Linked DNA regions of Ovis aries: region 2 is linked to region 1. The links are chromatin contacts, called in public Hi-C maps. All regions are on one chromosome and are shown on one strand. Each heading gives the region's core, a stretch centred on a gene start, on an enhancer-like site or on the middle of the called end of the contact. The rest is flanking DNA. Distances are from core to core; before and after follow the strand shown.

Evidence for each region. Hi-C and Micro-C count contacts between places; a contact is called where the count stands out from the background.
Region 2: a contact with region 1 is called in a Hi-C map of liver, with 6 times the contacts expected there. The contact joins the promoter of SMTN here to the enhancer-like site in region 1. A contact is called at or near these places in 13 of 16 Hi-C or Micro-C datasets (blood, hypothalamus, liver and 6 more).

What each region holds. Positions count from the first base shown.
Region 1 is chr17:69,758,025-69,763,779 of ARS-UI_Ramb_v3.0, forward strand. MORC2 (MORC family CW-type zinc finger 2) reads right to left here. Exons shown (of 25, transcript XM_060401318.1): 4 at 5,318-5,386; 5 at 4,746-4,836; 6 at 1,177-1,285. The coding sequence starts at 5,357. Among named protein-coding and RNA genes, the nearest start is that of MORC2, 21 kb to the right of the region's middle. Within about 2 kb of position 3,082, at least 22 of the 54 cell types and tissues checked have an H3K27ac peak or open chromatin away from gene starts, as enhancers often do.
Region 2 is chr17:69,856,648-69,862,749 of ARS-UI_Ramb_v3.0, forward strand. SMTN (smoothelin) reads left to right here and starts at 3,684. Exons shown (of 18, transcript XM_027956804.2): 1 at 3,684-3,824; 2 at 5,542-5,672. The coding sequence starts at 5,622. LOC105602949 (a long non-coding RNA gene) reads right to left here and starts at 3,551. Exons shown (of 4, transcript XR_006056751.2): 1 at 3,408-3,551.

The DNA.
Region 1 (5,755 bases), core at 1,832-4,331:
CAGAGGCTTCTACCATCTGCCAAGCCCCGAACCCACTCTCAGGACCAGGACCACTAACGTGCACCCCTCCTCCTGCCACCCACAGTCATTCACGAAAAGACCTGAAGAGCCCAGCAGGGGCTGCATCCTCCGGCCCCTCCTTCCCAAGAATGCTCTCCTGCTGCGGCACCTGATTCACTGAAAAGGCAAACACGCCCTCTGGCTCACCAAGAAAACACACACGAGCTCATCTACTGCAATTCAGCCTCACATCTAAACAAGGCCAGGGCCCGTCTAAGCACAGCCAGCCAACATAGATGAGAGCCACTGAAACTCTGACCGAATCCACCTGCTTACATGACAGACATGTTCTCTGCAGACCCTCTCAGCCCCCGTTCTCAACCTCTCGCCTCCATTTCTCACAGCAAAGGAGGTGAGAGTCCAGCCTAAGGCTGGGCAGGCCAAGGCTTTCCATGATCCTCCAGTGAGCGGGTGTGGACCTCACCAGACAGCTCTGCAGATATCTGAGCCACCAGGCCCAGAATCAGCTGGGTAACGTATGTTTTTAATTACCAAAAGGTTTCAAAATCAGAATACCCTAGAGTTATTAGGCCTTCCTTTTAGCATAACAATAATCAGCTGGGGCTGAGTGTCAGCTGCCACTTACCAAAGAACTTCTACTGAATTCCATGTGTTCACCTCCTTCACCCAGGCCCCTGCGGGTAATCAGACTGCCTCTCTGATACCGACGGTGAACAGAAAATGCACTCAGGGCACATGCCACAAAATCACCATCACACCGGAAAGACAGCGCTCCTCCTATTATTACTACCAGCTGTGGTCTCCACCCGTAGTGGGGGAGGCCCCAAACACTCCCCTTGATGAAACAGCTCACTGGAGGGACACCACCGCCCCACACCCCAGGACCAAACTCAAGCTGCAGATCTAGGAGAGAGAGAGATGCACTTCTTGGCTCCTGCCACGTGCTGCCTCATTCTTGGAACAACTGTTCTCTGAAGCTGTGAGATGACACCTGCCTTAACCCCTTAACCAATTCATCCAACTAATCCCCTAACCAGGGGTGTGGCTGCAATCCTGAAACCCCAACAAGCCCAGCATACAAGTGACCTGCGAGAACAGCCTGGACAGAACCGGGAGACATGGGATGGTGCCTGGGAATATGAGGAGGGGACCCACCTCATCAATGCCTTCCTCCTCATGAAAGGTGCGTGACAGGAAGAGGCAGGTCATGGTGTCTTCCTTCTTGGTGAAGAGGATGAAATCCTTCCCAATGCGCATTGAGCCCCTGAAAGGGAAGCAGACAAGGATTACTTTCCCAGGGAATCAAAAGCTCAACTGAAAAAAGAGCAAATCCCTGCTCTGGATGTGATGAATTGCCTTTGGAGGATTCCCCCGAAGGCGTCCCTGGGGCCCAGGGCCCCCCGCTGAGCTCCCCTGTGACATCCCTCCTCCTGCCCTTCACGGGCCCAGCTCTCCTTATCACATTCTCCACAAGGCCCCACCCCACTAGGCTCTCTCCTCTCTCACCACCAAGCACCAGCACCAGCCTATCGCTTCTGTGCTCTGGGCACCTCCCAGCCACACAGGCTTCACTCCAGTAACACCTTCAACACGTCGACTTCCACGCTGAGCATATCCAGCTCTCATCCTGTCCTTGCTCCGCTCACACTAACTCCCCCATCCACTCGTCTAAGGACAGCACTGTCAGAAGAAAGGAACAGCCCACAATGCCTGTGCTCACAAGTCCTCCAAAAACCAGGGTGACCTTGAGGCTCAGCTGAATACAGGGCTAACTAGGCAAAGCATCATTGCTAAAGAGTTTCAAGGCGGCCTACCACTGGCTCATGGCCTATAACCACAGCCAACCTGGGTCTTGAATTGTTATGTCTACTTATTAAGCCACAGGTCCCTGCTGTAGGACCCAAGTGGTTTCTGAGAAATATGCCTTGAGGCTGCCTTCCAAAAGGCAGAAGTCTGAACGGAATCAACTGCTCCTTCCTCAACTTGGCCGAGTTAATCCTTCTGAGGAGGAGGCAAGGACACACCTTTCCCAACAATATGGAACAGGGTAAAAGTGTGAAACACTGGCGGAGGGGTGCCCACCGAACAATGGCCACGCAGTTCCTATCTCCTGAGCAGCTTCTGTTACCCCATTAGTCCTCTAAGACCCCAGGGCGGTGATGGTGTTGGGAAGCCTTATTACTCTCCTCTGTGTACAAACACAAGCTGGGCTGGCATGCCAAGCACACAAGTGAATGCCACGACCCATTTCCCCAAACATTCGGGAAAACTCCAGGACACTATCCAGAGACACCCTGGGGGCTGCCAAGTTCTGTCTCTCCTCGGTTTTCTGAGGCGCTGGCAATGCTCCCTCCCCCAGACAATCCCTCCTCCTGCCTCCCTGCTGCTAAGTCACTCCAGTCGTGTCCAACTCTGTGCGACCTCATAGGCGCCCTCCTACCAGGTTCCTCTGTCCTTGGGACTCTCCAGGCAAGAACACTGGAGTGGGTTGCCATTTCCCTCTCCAACGCATGAAAGTGAAAAGTGAAAGTGAAGTTGCTCAGTCGTGTCCGATTCTTAGTGACCCCACGGACTACAGCCTACCAGGCTCCTCTGTCCATTGGATTTTCCAGGCGAGAGTACTGGAGTGGGGTGCCTTTGCCTTCTCCTCCCTGAAGCCTACTGGAGGCAAAATGCGGCCCGCTCCAGTGTTCTTGCCTGGAGAGTCCCAGGGACAGAGGAGCCTGGTGGGCTGCCATCTATGGGGTCACACAGAGTCGGACACGACTGAAGTGACTTAGCAGCAGCAGCAGCAGCTTGCCTTCTGTCAAAGCCTGCCCATGCCCTAATTTGGCAAAACCTCACTTTTGTGCCTCTTCCCTCTATCTTTGATCCTGACCTTGGAGGGGAAATAAATAGCAACCACTCAAAAATGCCACTTCTCTGCCGACTTCTCTGCTTCTTAGCCCTCTTCTCACCACAAATCACTTCCTCCTGAAACTCTCAATTTCTAAATTCATCTCAAAATGAATTCAGTCTGAACACTAGATGGCCCCATCTCAATGACTCCTCCCCAAAACACATTCTACTAAAATATGCTGATGACAACACTCCCAACTTCTGTGTGTTTTCCTTCCTGGTATTCTAAGTACTTTCAGACTCACATTTCATCTGCTCCTGAAACTTGCTCAGCAAGGAAGAATGTCAGAGATTAGAAACCCATATTCTACAGCAGGAAACAGACATTCAGAGAGGTGAAAGGGCTTGTCTGCAGCCACAGAGCTGAAGGAACCACATAGGGGGAGGCTGCCTACCATCAGAAGGGAAATCAGGGCTTCTTACATCTGACATATCAGTGGTTGGAAGCTTAGATGACCACACCAGAATCACCTAGGGAACACATCGGGGGAAAAAAAAGGTTCCCAGACCCTACCCCAGGTCCACCAAATCAGGCCAAAAATTTAGCATGGAAAGATTAAAGAAGGAGAGAGAAAATCAGAAGTGAGAAACCAGGCTAGGGCAACCCACAGCCCTGAGTGACAGCACGTAGTTCTTAACCCACTCACATGTGTTACATCCCAAGTTACAAAGGAGGACACTGAGCCTCAGAAGGGTAAGTGACTGATGCCACATCTGAACTCTGGTTCGTCTGACTGAAGCGAGGCAGACAGCAGCTCCGGCCTTGCCATCAGAAAGACGTGGTGCACACCTCAGCTCTACACCTGGGCATTTTCACACCTTTGGGCAAGTCACTTCATCCAGATAAACCTTGCTTCTCACATCTGAAGCTGAGAATCATGGTACTTACACCTCACAGGGCGTGGGTAAGGACTGAACTAAATCACCCAGGTGAAGTTTTCAGCAGTGTCCAGCACGTGCTAAGTGCCTGACACTGAGAGACAAGTGGGAAGTCCAGGTATTAGGTCTGTGTTGTTGGGGGAGGCATCGTCTCTCTTCCGCACAAGCCCGAGCCTGCTGCACAGATGCACAACCGATGCTGCTGCCCGGCCGAACACAATACGTTTCCACAGCAAGACCAGAACCATGACTCAGAACTCCATCTGCACAAACTCTAATCCCAATAAATCTTATTCCATCCAAAGGTATGTACAGCTGGAAGTGAGCATTTCAGAAATAGAAACCTTTCTCTTGGGGCTTCGCTCAAAACCAGAACAACACATTCCACACGCCAAACAAGTGGGAACCAAGGGGCTGAGAAAGAAGTCTCAAGGGATCTGAAGACATTAGGTAAGTTCCTGCTACAGGGCCTGGCAGGACATGTGAGCAGCAACCAGGCCCTCCATGTGGGGGAGGCTTTGGGTCTCTCTCTCACCCTGGATCCCCAGTGTCTGGCACAAAGCATGACAGGTGCTCTGGAAACAACGCTGCATCGGGGGACCCTCACCATCTCAGACGCATCCCCAGCACACAAAACCATGAGCATCCTCAATCACAGGTACAAACGAGAATCTCCAACCAGAGGGGAGGCACCATTCCAGAACACAGTGCTAAAAGAAGCCTACAGATTCTCCTTCCTCGACAGTTCTGGAAATTCACACTCTTTCATCTGTGGCGTAAAGCAGACTGAAAGTTGGCTTAATTCATGTTTCTGGCCATCAGTTGCTAAGTCCCCAACCATCACCCCTTCCTGACTGCTCTCCTGTTCCAGAATTAAGGTGATGGAGTGACAAGGAGAGCAACGCCTGATTTTGTTGAGTCCTGTGGCGGGCTTCTGGTATACTTACGACTTTAACCCGTTCCCGTACTGCCCGATCTGGGTGGACTCAGGTGTTCGCTTGGCCGACTTCCCGAACTGGATCACGCTGGCAGCATCACCTGAAGCGGCAGGCGAGAGAGAAAGGGCAAAGTGTGTTCTCTTTCCCAGGCTCTCAAAAATCAATCCAAGCGGGGCTGTCTACTGAAAACCTCTGCCAGGAAGTTCACAACTGGGAGGCAAATGGAGGAAACCTCGCCTGGCCTGTCAGTACCACCATCACGAGGTCCTAGTTCTATCACCACAACGCGGTAACTCGGCCGGGGAGGCCACCACAGTTCCAGCTCCAGGATGTTACGCAAGCCAATGTCAACAGACAGGTAGACTGATGGACTTAAGGTTGCCATTCAGATCCTATCTCCCACATTAGGACAAGACCTGGCAAATCCGTGAGTGGAATTAAGCCGGAGATGTTGCAAGAGACTGCCCTCGCCCTTCTAGTCACAAGAGTGAGGCAACAGAAAAACAAATTAACACAATAAGCATTTTATAAAAACGCTTAGTTACATCCTCCCCAAAAGAAGCAATCAGCCCATCACTTACTTGGATCCATTCCCGCTCCATCATCCAAAAAACAAAGCATAAACCCTCCTCGAAGGTCCTCTCGCCTTTCTGTAAAAGAAGGAGCTGCCATTACTAGGCGGTTACCCACCAGAGGGGAGCAACCTGGGTATGACTGGAAGGCGGGATCACTGTGGAGCTAGGTTCATAAAGGTCTTCTCCTTCTAGCAATGCCAGCAGGGGAAAGGGAAACGGGAAAGTTTGCTTTTCTTTCCCAGGCTCTCAAACATCAAAGGTCTGAGCCTCATTCAACCCAAGATCCCCCACCCCAGGAGCGAGACCACACGGCATGCAGTGAGAGCCACCTGGTGTCCCCTTGCACCTGCTCAAAGGGCCTGGGAGGAGGGGCAGTCACTGGACAGTGAGATACAGCGCAGCTGCGGCCAGGCGTCCTGGCTGACGGGAAGGAAACCCCACAGA
Region 2 (6,102 bases), core at 2,434-4,933, 99 kb after region 1:
TCCAAGCCCAGACGTTTATCTGACCCTGCCGCACACAGAACACCACGGCTGGATGACATCATGGAGGAGACAGCCTTGCCAAACTAGTTTGCCAAACAGATCCCCAGCCCCACTCCTGGGGCTGCAGGCCATGGCCTTGGCGGCCTCCAGTTCTGCTCAGGAGGAAGACGGTCACAGCCCTTGGGTCCAGCCAACCCCAGAAAGAACCAGTTCTTCTTCTCCAGGTCCCCCACCCCCCATGCTCCAGCCTCTCCTATATGGCCTTTCCCCAGCAGAATCCTCAGAGTCCCATCTGCCTCCCTGTTCTCTCATGCCGTACCCTCTTAGCACCTCTTCCACATGCCAAGCAGCAGGTGAGGGTTCTTTGTCTACAACTGTTTTAAATTTTTTAATATCGCTTCTGTTTTATGTTTTGTTTTTCTGGCCTCGAGGCATGCGGGATCCTAGCTTCCAGACCAGGGATCAAAACCCACAACCCCTTGCATTGGAAGGCTGCTGGACCACAGAGGAAGCCCTTCTACCACTTTTAGAGTCGAAATACCATCTCTCCCCCTACTCTCATGAGGCAGCGAGACCTCAAGAGCAGGCCCAACTCTGACCCAGCTCTAACCCCTTCACTCCTCCTGGTGCCCAGCAGCCTCTGGATCTCCAATAGGCCCACGGTCTCGGCCTCGACTGGACTTAGAGCCCTTTGTGCACACATCCCCAAGGTGGGGTCTCCCTGGAAGTCTTGGAATTGTATCTTATTTAGTCAATAGGGAGAGGGCTTAGAAAGCTCAGGCCACAACTACCCCGTTGTGCAAATGAGGAAACTGAGGCTCCAAGGGAAAGAAAATTTTACCTGGGCTGCAGCCGGGTCTAAAACCCATCACTCCTCTTGCTTCTTGACCCCAGGACTGGGCTTTCTCTGCAGGACCCCGAATTGGGGGAGGGGAAGCCGGGGAGATGCAGGGATCTGGCACTGCCAGCTTGGTAAAAATATTTATTTTCAGACTCAGAGACTGGAGCCAAATATTACCCTTGGCCCACGAGCTGTTCCAGCCACTCCCCACTCTGCTGGTCTAGAGTTGGACCTAGAGGAATCTGAACCCTTTCTGGGAGGGCCACAAGTGAGCTGGTCCAAGACCCTTATTTTATAGATGGACCAACTGAAGCCCAGGCCTCCCAGTGTTCACCCTACTCACCTGGCATTCAGGGCCCTTCACAAATGGAAGGTCTTCCATCCCCATTTCCTGCTCTATCCACAGCCTTTCTCGCCTCCTTTTCTCACTTACAAACCTCTGGCCTTATTCACACTGTTCCCTAGCCACTAATACCCTTTCACGTCTTTCTCCCTTTTCTCCGTGGGATGGATTTCTTTGCACCCTTCCTCATGGATCAGTTTGCAACATCACCTCCTCTAAGAAGTCTTCCAGGATTTCCTCAATCCTAGAGGCAGCAAGGGAAACGAAAGAAGCTTTGGCATGGGACAGAATTCCACTCAAGTCTGAATCGCATTACCAGCTGAATGCCATTCAGCTGAACTGAATGGAAGTTCGTTCAGTTCACTTCCGTGAACTTTAGTTTCCTCCTCTGTAGAATTTGGGTTAATACATATCTAGCTCCGTGGTCAATTTGCAACCGGCTAAATCCCATGTCAGGCATGCAGCAGGTGCTCAGTAAACATCAGGGTCCTCCTCTTGGGACGTTTTGCTCCTTCCTGTACTCTGTCTGCAAGCTTCTCCAGGACTTCACGGGCCGCCCTTTGATCTTTATTTCACCGCCATCTCGCCCCGCCCCTTTCAGATGGGAAGGGAAGGCAAGTAAGAACGGAGGAGGACCCCAGCTCTGAGGGCTTGACGGGGGATGGGGGGGACGGGACCCGTGCTTATCTTCAGTATTACCAGGAACTGGTGAGCTCGTGAGTGTCATATAAAGTCCACACAGAGACTCACCCGTGCCGTTTCTCCCTGCTGGGGGTGGGGAGCGGAGCTAGGACGAAGACGGCCATTCATTGGAGCAGACGGCCGCCACTCAGGTGGCCTACCTGTGCCCCGCCCCAGGGGGCTGTTCCAATGGGCGCGCGCGGTTTGAATAGGACCTAGTTGACCTTGGAGGGTGCTGACCCTCGTCCTGGAAAATTAAAAGGGCATCTAGGTTGGGAATTCCCTGGCGGTGCAGTGATTGGGATTCTGAGCTCTCACTGCCAGAGTGCCCGGGTTTAATTCGTAGCAAGGGAACTAAGATCCCATAACCCACGTAACCAAAAAAATAGTAATAGTAACAATAAAATAAAGTTTATTTTTAAAAATTACATCTAGTCTGACTAGAGAGAGACTAGATGCGGCTTGCTCGAATTAAAGCGCCCAAATTGGGCTCTGTTTGCTCCTCCTCCCATGTGACCTTAAGGAGTCTCTTCCCTCTCAGCGCTGGGGTTTTCCCATGTGTAAAATGGGACCACCTCTCAAGAATGTGGGGGTGAAATAAGTTGACGTCTTTAACAGAGTCTCAGAGTGGATACTGCCCCTCTGTCTAGATGGGGGTGAGGTGTGGTGGCGGATGGTCACAGAGGCTCTAGACAGTGGGGCTGAGTCTCCTGATGCAACAGGCTGAAGCCACTTCCCCACAACCCCATATCACAATGGTTAACAGCACAGGTTCTATACTCAAAACGTTCCGGTATGAATCACAGTTCCACTACCTATCACTTGTTGTCCTCAGCTGTAAAATGAGACGGTAATCTTGGGTTCATCATAGGAATTATATGCCTGGTACATGGCAAGTACAAAATAAATGAGTTTATATTATTATTGTTATTATTTGACAGACAGGACTCCAGACGCCACCTACCAGGCTCCAACTCCCTTTGGTCTCCAGGGAGACCTGCGGAAGGGACCCTGATCTCTAGCAGAAGGGACTGAGTGGTATTTCCCGGGGTGGGGTGGGGGGTCTGAGCTCTGGGGTCCCCTTATTTATTCCTTATGTTGTCTTGGGCATGTCGGCTCTCTCAGGGCCTCAATTTCCTCCATTTACTGAATGAGATTCTGGACTTGGTGTTCCCAGTTTAAAATCCCAGCGCTGCAAGAGGCCGACCCTGAGGAGCTTGGCAGGGAGAAGTGACAGATAAGGTGAATGTGTGTGCAAAGGTGTGTGGGCTGGGGAAGTGGTGTGTGATTGACCTACTCCATCTGAGGCTGTCCCTGAGGTGCCCCCACGTAGGGTCAATGTGTTGCCGGTCACTTAGTCCCTGCTCTGAGGTGGCCTGGACCAGGTGTCCTGAAAGCAGCCTGGGGGCAGCGGCCAAGCCCGGGCACTGAAGCTAGGAGGGGGCGGAGCTGAGGGAGGGGACAGGGCCTCGCGAACAAAGAGGAGGGCGGAGAGAGGCTGTGCCGAAGGCTCCGCGAATAGTACGATCCCGGGCCACTTACCCCGGCTTCGCGCGCCCTCCCCGACTTTGGCGCAAAGTTGCGTCCTTCTAGCGACGCCCACTCGACCAGCCAAGGTTGCAAGAGCAGTGGCCCCAAGACTGCAATCCTCTACTTCCAAGGCCCGCGAAGGGCGGGGCCTCCACTAGGGGCGTGGCAGTCAAAATTGAATTTCCCCAATAGGGCGGGAGTGTGGGCGGGACCCTCCCCGGAATTGGCTGGCGCGGGGTTTCGGGGCGGGGTCCTAGGGGCTGCTGGCGCGGCTGGACAGGCGGTGCTAGCAGAATCCCGGGGACGGTTGCTGAGCGGCCTGGGATCCCGGTCGCGGCGCCTTCCGCCTGGCCGCTCCTAGTCATCCATCTGTTGGATCCCGAACGACCTAGCCTGAGCCCGCGCGGGACGGGCGGACCAGACGGAGAGGTGGGTGTGCGGGGCCTCCGGGCGGCAGCAGGACCCCCGACGGGTCCGAGGGTGGCACCCGGATATGTGGACTCCCAGGGTTCTGGGACCCTCAGATCTGGGAGCTCCCACCCATCCACGGGGGCGCTAAGCCATGCGGTAAAAGTTCTGAAACCCGGGGTAAAGACGCTCACGGATCTCCAGGAGGCTCCACGACCTCCAGGGGTGTAAGTCTATGGGGGCAGAAACCCCGAGGAAGCTCCTCCGTTCCTCTGAGGCCCATCACAAACTTTTGGGACCCCACACTGTGTGACAGAGAGCCACGGGACTGGCCTGGAGCAGCGGCGGGAATTCCTAAGGAGAAAGAGACTTCCCTGGGAGTTCCAGATTCAGCATTAGGGACCCCTGCCCCTCAGAAGACATGGGGGAACTCAGAGTGTCCACAGAACCTAAGTCTGATGACTGCTCATGAAGGACCGCAGCAGAGGGAGTTTGGGCGGTTGCCACCTGTCTGAGACTACAGGGATGGGGAAGCAAGCAGCGACTTGAACAGGCAGAGTCCCGCGAACCCCAAGTGTGTGGACTAGGACACCCCCAGACCCATTCACCGGATGAGGTGACTCGAAAAGTGACTGTTCTGGGGAGGGGGAAGGGATGACTGCGGGATGAATCAGCGGGAGCAGGGGCAATCCTGAGGCCATTTCAGTCTCCGTACAGTAACTGAGCACCTCTGGAGTGTCAGGCCATGGGCCCTGGAAATTCCAGAAAGGTTAGGGCTGCAAGAGGAAGAAAAGAGTTACACTGGGAAGCTGGGCCAGGATTTAGGGGGCCATTTTGAGAGACAGTAATAGGGCAAGAGGGAGTGTCCTGAGCGCCTGAGGGCACTTTGGAAGGGGACTTCAGAAGCCAGAGGTGGCCAAGATTAAATCCTTTCCCTGCCCTCTGGGTCTTTGGGATCCTCCTTCCCCCACGACAATCCTCTGGCCCTTTCCAATCCTGTTTTTCAAAGTCCAGGAGCTGGGCGGATCAGTTTCTGAAGGCTCTTCCAGATAGGGAACTGAATTCTAAGTGTGGGAATTGGCAGGAGGAGCTGGGTGTCGGACACCTGGCTTCATGAAGTCAGGGCAGTTGGCATCGCGGGAGGGCGGGAAGGGGAGGGGTGGAGAGGGGTGTGTGCAGAGGGCTGTCCTCAAGAATTGGAAGACAGGATGTTACCTCCAATGGCTTAGGTTACCTGTGGAAGTGCGAGTGGCGAGAGCAGCAAGGATTGGGCTTGGGCTTGGGCTTAGTCCATAGCCAGAGGCTGAGCTTTTGGGATGACTGGGGGCTGGGCAGGCCCTGGGGATGGGTGGGTGGGGCAGGAAGCCATGGAGTGTGGCGGGCACCCCCTGGTGGTGAGCACAGCTTGGGTGGGCCTTGTTGGGCTCTGGCTTCACAATCCAGGTCCCTGCCGTCCCTGTTTGATGCTTAGATATGGCAAGGGCCCAGCTGAGGCCACACAGCAAGCTAGCAGTCCAGGTGACTGGACTAGGAGCTTCTCCTCTTGGTTTGTTGGGTTTTCCAGCACACACTACCTGAGGGAAGAAGGCACCTCCCAGCTAGGAGTGACATCACAGATAAGAAGGATGGGACAGCAATGCATGATCATGGGTTAGAGAGGGAAACTGAGGCACAAGAGCCCAAGTGCCTGTGGTTTCTGGAGGCCTCTGAAGGCCTGACTCACGTCTATCCCCTGCAGAATTTCCTGAGCTGGCGTCAGGTGCCACAGGCACTGGGGAACTCACCAGGAAGGGACGGACGGAGCTCAGGGCCAGCCAGATGGCGGACGAAACCTTAGCTGGGCTGGATGAGGGAGCCCTACGGAAGTTGGTAAGTGGTCCCATCATCTCTACTATGAGAACAGACAAGCCAGGCCGGAGAGGCAGGGTCTGTCCAGGATATCTCTCAGCTGACTGAGAGGAGGTGATGGGGGAGGGGCCAGAGGGAGGGCTCAGGGAAACAGGGCTAGGCCTGTTCTGCGTGGTCAATGCAGAGGTTCTGGTGGCATGTGCCCATCCATGCCAGGTGCTGAGGTTGTTCCTCCCAGCCCCCCAGTGCCACCACCTGTTTAAACAGTAACTGGTGAGGACTTGCCCATGTGCAGCCACAGGTGTGGGGAGGCTGGATTTGCCTCTCCCAAGCAACAGCCTGGGCAGTATCCACCCCTGGAGGCCAGCCCAATGATAACAGTAGCAGCAATGATTAATAATACGCCAGGGCATAGCAGGGAGCAGGCTGGGCGGCTAAGCACACCGTCTCA